Linked DNA regions of Mus musculus: region 2 is linked to region 1. The links are chromatin contacts, called in public Hi-C maps. All regions are on one chromosome and are shown on one strand. The core of a region is the stretch at or near the end of the contact, and the rest is flanking DNA. Distances in the headings are between cores, read along the strand shown.

Region 1 (4,710 bases), core at 1,259-3,758:
CAAAATTTTGCTGAAGGAAGTGTCCTTTGTCTGCCCAACCATGATACTAGGAAATCAGACATTTCGAGCTAAATCCTCATCAACATGAAAAAACATTCCAGAGTAGACTTAATAGGGCATAGTGTGATCAAAGTTTAAGAAAGGCAAGAGATCACCAGTATTGTCAGACTCTGGCAAATTAAAATCGCTGGCTCATTTCAACAACACACAACTCAGCAATTCAGAGACTGAAGATGAGGCTCAGGAGTGGGATTTTGTTCTTGATCCTTATGCAGTCAGGTCTCATTCCCTGAGCTGGCAGGACTTATTGTAGGTTACCAAATTCAAATGTACGCTGAAATTTCAAATAGGGAGATATCAATTTCCAGAGTCAGAAATAAAAGAGATTAAAAAGGAAATCACAGAAGCAATTCAAGCACAGGGGCAAATCCCTTGTAACCTGGCAACGGAAGGGTCAGAACCAGAGTCCATTTGGTGTGTAGTAATATCAGGTTTGAACTTTGGAAGGACCTGAGCCTCTAATCTCAATGTGTACTAGATGACGTGATGGTCAAAGAACCAACCATGATGAGAACTCAGCCAGTAAACATAGTACATGCGCAATCTGACCCACAGATGTCCATTTCTCCTGGATACTTTAGCATGCCATTTTAATGGGCCCATTGCTTGATTTGTGGAGTGTCTGGGTATATCTCATTTCCATAGGGAACTCCCCTTGAAGTCCGTGCGAGTTGGACTTGTATGGGGTTATATGCTCAGATTGCTAGACATAGTCAGCCTCAGCAAGAACCGCTAGGAGAGTACAGTTTGTCTGCAGCAGTGATTTCAGGAGCTGGCCAAATGAACAGATTCCACAGCCATTCCACCAAGCATTCGGATCTCAGCTTGTCAATAAAGAGAGAGAAGCCAACTGCATTTGCCATTTTCTCTGCAGCTGTGAAAACTGTATGCTCTCTGCCTGCTACCTCCAGAGAAGAACATTTGGAAGACACTGCCTGCAAGCAACCTGACATCACCTGGGGAGGAGAGAACAACAGGCCACCACACAGGTCTCCAAGGAGATCTCTCAGCTAGCCAGCCAAGGGGCTGGAATCAGAAGCTTTGTAGCAACTGTCACTGGGGCTGTCCTTCTAATGAAGGGTGATTATCAAAGGACGGGTGAACCCAGCAGAATGTCCACCCCCACATGCTGTGGTGCTTTCATGCATGTCCCAACATTCCAATGTTGTCTCAAAGTGTCACAGTCATGCCCCTTAACTAGAAGGGGCAGACAACAATAACAACAACAAACAAAAACAAAACAACAAGAAAACAACCAAGACCACTTCCTTGACAAAAGGCTCTATTTGTTTTTTAACCCTAGCTGAACATCAAAGAAACGAGTTAAATAAAAGCCTGATCCTATTGATTTCACCACTGTTATATGTTTAAAGAGCTATTTGCCTCCTAAATTTTAAAATTAATCAATTAAGAAAAATAATATTGCTAGCGTTATTTAAAACTTTCAGCCTCTGTTCAAAGTTATGCATGAATTCAGTAGCCCTTTCTTCATCTGAGCTTTCCTTGGGAAAGTCCATGTACAAGGCAGTCCTTTTCAAGTAAAAAGCAAACTCCAACCAAGGAGAAAAATGTCCACGAGGTTGGGATCAGTCTCCTGGAGCTTTTTTCTATAGGCTTCCGGAACAAGTTCAAGGTGTGTTTGATTAGCGCTGCCCTGAAATCTCTTGTTCAGGTCGGCGAGTTTTCTGAGAACAAAACGCTCTCCAGAATGCATTAACCTACTTTCAATAGAGAGGCTTCCCCATCCTCCGCTCTGAACCGGAGGAGGAGCCCAGAGGATGTTCCAGTGAAAGCTGGGCATGCTCTTTGCCTTAAAAGCGGGACTCATCCTGCGAAACATCAGCGCAGCCAGAGAAATCCGTACTTCCTGCAAGCACACCAACAGCTGGAGGGCAGCTCCGGTCCCAAAGCAAGAATGATTGGAAATCCTGCTAAAATATGGCTGTCTAATCAACCGAGAGGCAAACTCATTTACTAAGATTCCCATTGTCCACGCTGACAGATGGCCCCCCGCCCCCTTCCCCTTTTCACTGATTGTAGTAGCTCTGCCTTGGAGGCAAAGCTATTCTTTGAGAGGTCCAGTTGCATTCGCCAGCCTAGTTCCGAAACGAGACAAAAGCTAGTATAATCTTCCTTTTCAGTGAGCCTTCCCTAAACCACCAAGGAGCGCGCAAAGAAACCAGGGTTTAGTCCCCCTTACCTTGGTTCTCATCGGAGATAGGAGCCCTTCCATTTTGGCGGAATCCTCATGCCAGTTTCTCTTCTCTGCAAGTTACTCTGTCTGTGTTGCAGTCCTTAAGCATCCCACATGAAAAGAGCCATGCCTGGAGCCTCCAGTGGCTCCCCTCTCGCGGGTGGCGCCTCTGCACCGCGAGCAGTCTAACTTGAATTCTTGGTGCCTGAGGTGCCCGAGAAAGGATGTACGGGGAGAAGTCTGCTCCACTCCTCGCCCTCTTCCCCCTCTTTCTTCTCTCCGGTGCTCTCTCCTCCCTCTCTCTCCTCCCTCTCTCTTTCCATAATCTGCCTACAGCTCTCAGTGTACCGTGCTCACTTGACAAATGATCTCTGTCTTAGGTATTGTATTTGAGCCAAGAAAAGTGGTCTGAACAAACTACAGGGCAGCTCACCCAAAACAGAAGAGGCAAACAGAACTGCTGCTGCCTGGCGCTCCCAGCCTCTCGGCTTCACTAGGCAGCGTGCTCTCTCAGGAGTGAGAGAGTAGATCCATCCATCTATTCGTCTTTCATTAGAAAGGGGGATCCTGAATGGAATCAGTTGACACCATTATTCAGATGGTTTTCTGGTCCATATGCAGAAAGCAGAAAAAAAAATCGTGTCACTTACATATTTCAAAATAACCATTTGTTAAACCCAGTGTAGACACAACATCTGGACAGGGAACTGGAATTTTTGATGTTTGATCAGATGTTTGGACACACCTTCTCCAGAAAACTTTCAAAATCAAATGTATGGATTCTATTCCAGAGAGGCTGAGCATTAAACAGTGTGTGTGTGTGTGTGTGTGTTATTTGGGAGCTATGTATGTGTGGGTATGTGCTATAAGGAGTTGTGTGTGTGTATGTGTATGTGCATAATGTGGGTAGTATGTATGTATAGTATGTTTGATTTGTAATGGGGGTTCCTTGCGTATGTGTGTTATGAGGACTTGTGTGTAAGTGTAGCGTGTGTGGATGGTGTGTGTAGTGTAGTGTGTATATAGTATGTATGGCATAATGGAGATTATGTGTACATGCCTGTCTGTGTATATATGTATAAATGGGTGTCTATGGCATAATGGGGGATTTTGTGTGCATGTGGTGTTTGTGTGTATGTTTGTGCATATGTATGTGTGTGTGTATTATACTGCCAAAACTAGGTATCTCATTTAGTATTGCCAGCAACTTGGAAAAAGCAGACAATGGAAGAAACATACCAAAGAGGAGTGTAATGGAATGAACTGGAATGGAATGAACCTGAACAGATGTACTTCCTTCAGCTTGAAGGGTTATCTGTGTGGTAAGAATTCAAAACCTGCCCCTCCATGAATGAGTGTGTCACCATACCTAAGAACACCCATGTCTTTGCAAGAGCTTGAGGGCATATTCATACATACATTTGATGCACACAGCAGACGTGAGCTGACCTATGGCATTTACACCTACCGCCATCTGTCTCTTGTCCCTGGAATGGGACCTGTCCCTCTTTTTACCTGCTTCTCTTATACCCGACTCCCAACACAGCTCCAAGATGAAGCTGCAGGTGGACCTTCTTACTCAGTCTTCCTTCACTACACCCTCAACCATGTATTAATCCACTTTTCCTCCACTAGTTCTCAAAACCATGGGCTAAGGAACTCTCTCGACTCCTGACTGACCTCTCCGCCTGCACTGGAGTTCTCTATGCTCAATGCATCTCCATTCAACTTTATGTATCAGGCTGAAATTACATTCTCCCTGAGCCAAGTGCTCATCTCATTGTCCAGACTCTCACCATACCAGCAAATCATCCAGATACACGGAGAATAAGCCCATGTCCTGATATAAAAGATTCCTGTCACCTTGGGGTGGCTTCCAGACCGTATTCCCTTCACAACTATCTTAGTTGGTCTTATTCAGTATCCAAGTATTTGGAGTCTCCTACAATTTTTTTTTCAGTCATTCATCAAATAGCTACAATGCACCTGCTGTCTGCTGGGTCAGACCCCTTCAAGTTCCTAAGGACACAGTGGGAACAGTGTAGCCTAAGGCCTGGTCCACAACCTTGTGGCGGATGCAACACCCCCCCCCCCCCGTCCCCCGTCCCCGTGACCTCACTCTGTGCCCATGACACTGGCACAGTGATTATGTATGCGATGTGCTCGTGTGACCTCCTCTTGACTTCAAGGGCTGCTGCCTGTGAGACATTTCTCCTTCCCGGACATTCACTGTCAGCTCTCTCTCAGGAGACTTAAAGTGGCTTGTCTCCAAAGAATTCTGTTCCCTCATCTCCATCCCTCATTCTACTCCGCTCTCCTCTCCATACCTATCCTCTACGTGTCCACGGGCCTTACTTTGGGGGTGTCATGGGAGAAGCTCGATCTCCATTATTCAAGGAAGAGCCCGGTGCTCACCCCCTACCTCCCTTCCTGTCTGGCAGACCTTCCTGTCTTCC
Region 2 (4,710 bases), core at 1,017-3,516, 100 kb before region 1:
CCCTTGAGGCAAAATCCATTGTCTCTCCTACAAGTGTTTTGTCACAGCTGTACAACAGCAACTAACATGTGCACCTACACAAGTGTCATTGGATGCTATCTGCATGCTTTTAGAGGTCGGCTTCAGAATGCCCAATGTCAAACAATGAGGAAATGACCATCTCATGACCAGAGTCAGAGCTCAGCTGTAGTTGACTCAGGGATGGTTGACTGAGTTCATCATCTAAGACTCAGTCCATTCTGTGACTCCTCAATGTAGGCTGCATCCTGAGGCAGGCAGTAAGAAGCCTGCAGAAGCGAGGTGGCTGATATAGCCCTGACATTGTATTAAGAGAAGAAATGCATATTTCCTCTTTCCCTGACAGCATTTTTCACAGTAACACTAGCAGACAGTATGATTTATACATAGGAAAGGGAGATGCATCATGCAGTCAATGAATATTTCCATTCCTCAAAATAAATATGTTCTTTTAATTATTTTGATATAACAGCACATTGGGCTGTCTCCTGAGTGCTATGGTGAGTATGTGTTGTACTTGAATAACTACTGGATATAGATGAAAGTCACTTTTTGGCACTTCAAGACCGAGGCAAGAGTCTGGAGCTGTGATTCTAGTCTGTGTTCCCACCACTGGTGAGGCCCTGGCAGGATTGTGGGCTCAAGCTGACCTCATCAGTAGAAGGCAGAGGTTTCCCATGCTCATCCTTCTCTTGGTGATGATGTTGGGTTGATCTTATTATCTCTGGATAGTTCACAGATATGGAAATTAAGGCTCAGAGCGTATAATGGACATATCCCAAATTTAAGTTTATTTATTTAAATTTAACTGTGATGATGCTAATGTTCTTTCTACGGCACCGCAAAAGACCACATCTGGTGAGGATGTCCAGAAAGCAGAACCCTGACTTACGACTAGTGGGGCTGCAAAATAGTTAAATCACTGTGGAAATCAGAATAGAAGTCTCAAAACACTAAACACATAACCACGAAGTGGCCCAGCTGTACTGCTCCTGGGTATCACCCAGAGGCCTATATGTTTTACGACAGATAAGCCAGCATGCCTTGCTCACTATTGCATTACAGTAAAGGAATGTCTAACAACAGATGAATGGAGAAAAAGTCTTATGATACCTACACACAATGGAATTTTGTTTAGCTGTGAAAGAAAAAATGACATTATAATATTTGCAGCAAAATGAGTAGAAGTGGGCACTACTATATTAAGTGAAATATCTCAGATCTAAAATGATGAATACTGCATATTTTTTTTCATATGTGGCTCCTGCATTTGAGAGAGAGAGAGAACTAGAAAAGGAACCAGATGTCTTTAGCTAGAGGTAGGGGGTGGTAAGAAAAAATATAACAGAATTTATAGACTTGGAAAAGGAAGGAGAATTGGTAGGGGGTGGGGGCAGGGGCAGGGGCAGGGGCAGGGGTAGGGGCAGGGGCAGGGGCAGGGGCAGGGGCAGGGGCAGGGGCAGGGGCAGGGGCAGGGGTGGGCAGGGTCCCAAAGAAGGGAGAAGGGACGAGAAGCAATAAAAAGCAATGTATGCAGAGCTTATGTAAGGCCCGTTATTGTGTTTACCAGTTTAAGAGAAAGATAATAATAAAACAATGTCAACTAAAACAAAGATCCTATGTCCTATACTTGAAGCACATAGTGTCATTTAAAGGCCCTCCCTGCAGTTCTTTGGGAAGCCACCAGGGTTCAGCTGAACATGGGTCAGAGTTCTCTGCCATCTGCATAGTATCCCATCACACAGGCTCGCCTGGGGGTTTCACAGACTCCCAGCTGGCATGTGTTCTCCAGACTATGTATTCTAACCCCTGAGGATTATCTATTGGCCTCAGCAGAGAAGACACCACGGCCCAGATATGAGCGTGGGGGTCTCCTGTTACAGATATGCCATTAAAATCCTGCCGGGGCTTGGGAAGCACACTAAAAACTAAGAATCTAAAATAGACATTTTACAGCTTCCCTGAGACTTTTGAGCCTAACTGAGCAGTTTAAAAGCTTAAGAGCAGCATTGTATCAGCCGAGGGATTTGAAAAATCAAGTCAGGTTCTTCCTGCTACTTAACTCAGTGCCAAACATAATGATTTTGCAATCAAAAGCTCACAAGCAATTTTGCCAGGAAGCGCTCACTGACGGAATCCTCTTTGTTTCTCCTAAGGTGGCTGGGAGCTGGGGTACAACAGTGGCTGAGTGTGTTGCCCTTGTAAAATATGACTCACAAGCATTTACAGAAGAGATATTGAGCCCCTAAAAATAGGTTGTTTTTATATTGGCGTTTTCCCTAGCTACAGCCTCGCTGAAAGAATGCGTGTCCCCAGCTCCACTCTCCCTTCATGGAGCTGTTTAAATGACTTGTTGTTATGGTCACTTCCTGTAGCGTCTGAAATATTTCTCCTTGTAAAACCCTATCACAAGTCATGCAAACACTATCACAAGTCCCTCCACCTTACATTGCTATGGTCATCTGAACAGGCTTGGGACAATATATATTCTTGCACAATCACAAAGCATAATCTTCTTGCAGGAATTTTAAAGGCACTTTATTGGGACCAGCTGGTGAACTTTGGGCCTCAGAAAACCGTGTCTATTTTGAGCATGGAGGAGATAGTTCATTTGTTGCATTGCTGGCAGAGGCAAGTTAAGAATACAAGGCTGCAGTAGTTGGACTAGCTCCTATCAATGCTCCCACGCATATGGGGACTACTATGTTGCTTATAAACATTTCATCCATGCTGCCTAACTTGCAGGAGAGGGAATGCCACTTCCACCCAGTCAGGGGACTCCTGGGAGCTGTGCTTCTTTAAACCTGTCGCTGTGTCTTGTTGGACAGTGGTTGCCTTTCCTCCAGCTGTGAGACTTTCAGGGTGGAGGCCGTCATATAGGCGTTGGCACTTTTTAAATGAGATTTCCAAGACCAAGATAGGTAGGGAGCCACTTGAGTCCTCCAACTTAAGTAGGAAAACGTCCTGAAGAAATGACCACAATCAAATGCTAAATAGTATCTGGGAAATGGCCCAGCCAATACAGTTCTTGTAGCATAAGCATGGGGACCTGTGCTGAACCCTCAGAAGCCACCTTCTTTTAAAAAATCCTGTTATTATGGTATGTGCTTGTAATCACAGCCCTCAGGTGGTGGAGAGAGGTGAGTCTCTGGGTTTCCTGGTCAGCCATTGTAGTCAAATTAGCAAGCTTTGGGTTAGCCAAGGTGGAGGGTACCAGAGGAACAACACTAAAGGCTGACATCTGACTTCTTGCACACACTTGCACATGCACTCCACGGACACATATGCACTCCACCACAAATATGTAAATACATACCAACATTCAAAAAGCTCCATAAACAAGCATACATACATAAGCATACATAAGCATGGCCTAACCGTGCTTAACTTTATGAAACAAAGAAGCAGTATGTCATGAAAGAAGACAGAAATGTACTTTGCTCCTCTGGATGTCCGCTGGCACAGAACCAAGGTCTGAATAAATAAAAAGAGGGAGTTGTAATGCTTTCTTACCCATATAATGGCTTAGTGGTGACCATAGTCCTAGCTCCCAGTTTCCCTTGCTAACATCGCCAGAAGAAGGTGTATATGTGAGTGTCTGTGTGACTATGTGCTTATGTGTGTGTGTGTGTGTGTGTGTGTGTGTGGTGAGCAGTGCCATCTGACAGGTCTATCTTTTGCACGTGGACCACAACAGCAGGGGTTGGAAACAACATATATGCTTTCAGAAGACAAAGTCAGAGTTGCCTGGCTCTGGTCACCTGAGGCAGAGGGGATTCATCTTAGCAGGGAAAACTGCTCTAGGAGTTGGTGGGAAGCTATGTGCTTCTGCCCAGTTTCTCTAACAATTGACTATGGCGGCAGGCAACTGTGGCCACTTGGAATGGGAAGATGTGCATTTGCACCTGTGAGTTCTAGAGCCTAAGACCAAGGGTCTGGCTGAACATGGCTCACATAGGTTCTCAGTATTTGTGAAGAAGCAAGCAGGTGATTCCAGCAAGACTGCACTAGGAAAGTTCTCTTCCAGCCCAAATAGCTACTCTATCGCAATGTTTCTCTATATGTCACCCTGCACTAGACGTTTATTTTAACCCACCCAACAGCGTGCTTTTTCGGGTCATCTTTTAGAGTGTCAATATGCAGATGCCTTAGCAGGAATGGGGGACAATGTCATGAAATCGACCTTTCCGATTTGATTTCCAGTAAAAAGCAGAGGCTCAGGCCCCTGTTAGAAGAAAGGACTATGTGCCATTTCTCTGCTGGCTTGCTGAGATGTTATACCACTTACCTAAGGGGGATGTGTGGGAGGATGGCCCAGTTTGAACAAGAAATGATACTATGGGGATGGGGGATGATGGCTCAGTGGTTAAGAGCATACATTCTTCTGACAGGGCATGTGAGCCTGGTTCCCCGCATCCGTGTGAGGTGCCTCACAAACCCATCAATTCCCATCTGGCACCTGCCCAACCCCCCACACAGAGACACACATATACAACCCCCCACACAGAGACACACATATACAACCCCCCACACAGAGACACACATATACAACCCCCCACACAGAGACACACATATATGCACAACTGAAAACAATAAAATAAATGTGTTTTTTTTAAAAAAAAGTCAATACATATTAAATCCCTAACATTTATTTGTCTCTATTAATTGTGCACTTTCTCATACAAGCGGTGT

Evidence for each region. Hi-C and Micro-C count contacts between places; a contact is called where the count stands out from the background.
Region 2: a Hi-C map of cerebral cortex shows a contact between it and region 1, with 4 times the contacts expected there. The contact joins the enhancer-like site here to the promoter of Frmd4a in region 1. A contact is called at or near these places in 3 of 484 Hi-C or Micro-C datasets (cerebral cortex, nephron progenitors and uterus) and 1 of 9 other capture datasets (pancreatic islet).

The regions. Positions count from the first base shown.
Region 1 is chr2:4,150,661-4,155,370 of GRCm38.p6, reverse strand. It overlaps Frmd4a (FERM domain containing 4A), which reads right to left and starts at 2,508. Exons shown (of 23, transcript NM_172475.3): 1 at 2,261-2,508. The coding sequence starts at 2,293.
Region 2 is chr2:4,250,612-4,255,321 of GRCm38.p6, reverse strand. All of the region lies in intron 1 of Frmd4a (FERM domain containing 4A), which reads right to left. It overlaps Gm39752 (a long non-coding RNA gene), which reads right to left. Exons shown (of 2, transcript XR_865942.2): 2 at 1-4,710. Among named protein-coding and RNA genes, the nearest start is that of Gm39752, 5.5 kb to the right of the region's middle. RefSeq lists an enhancer at 1,385-3,303. Within about 2 kb of position 2,266, at least 90 of the 459 cell types and tissues checked have an H3K27ac peak or open chromatin away from gene starts, as enhancers often do. A contact at or near this core is called in cerebral cortex and uterus, where this site is marked.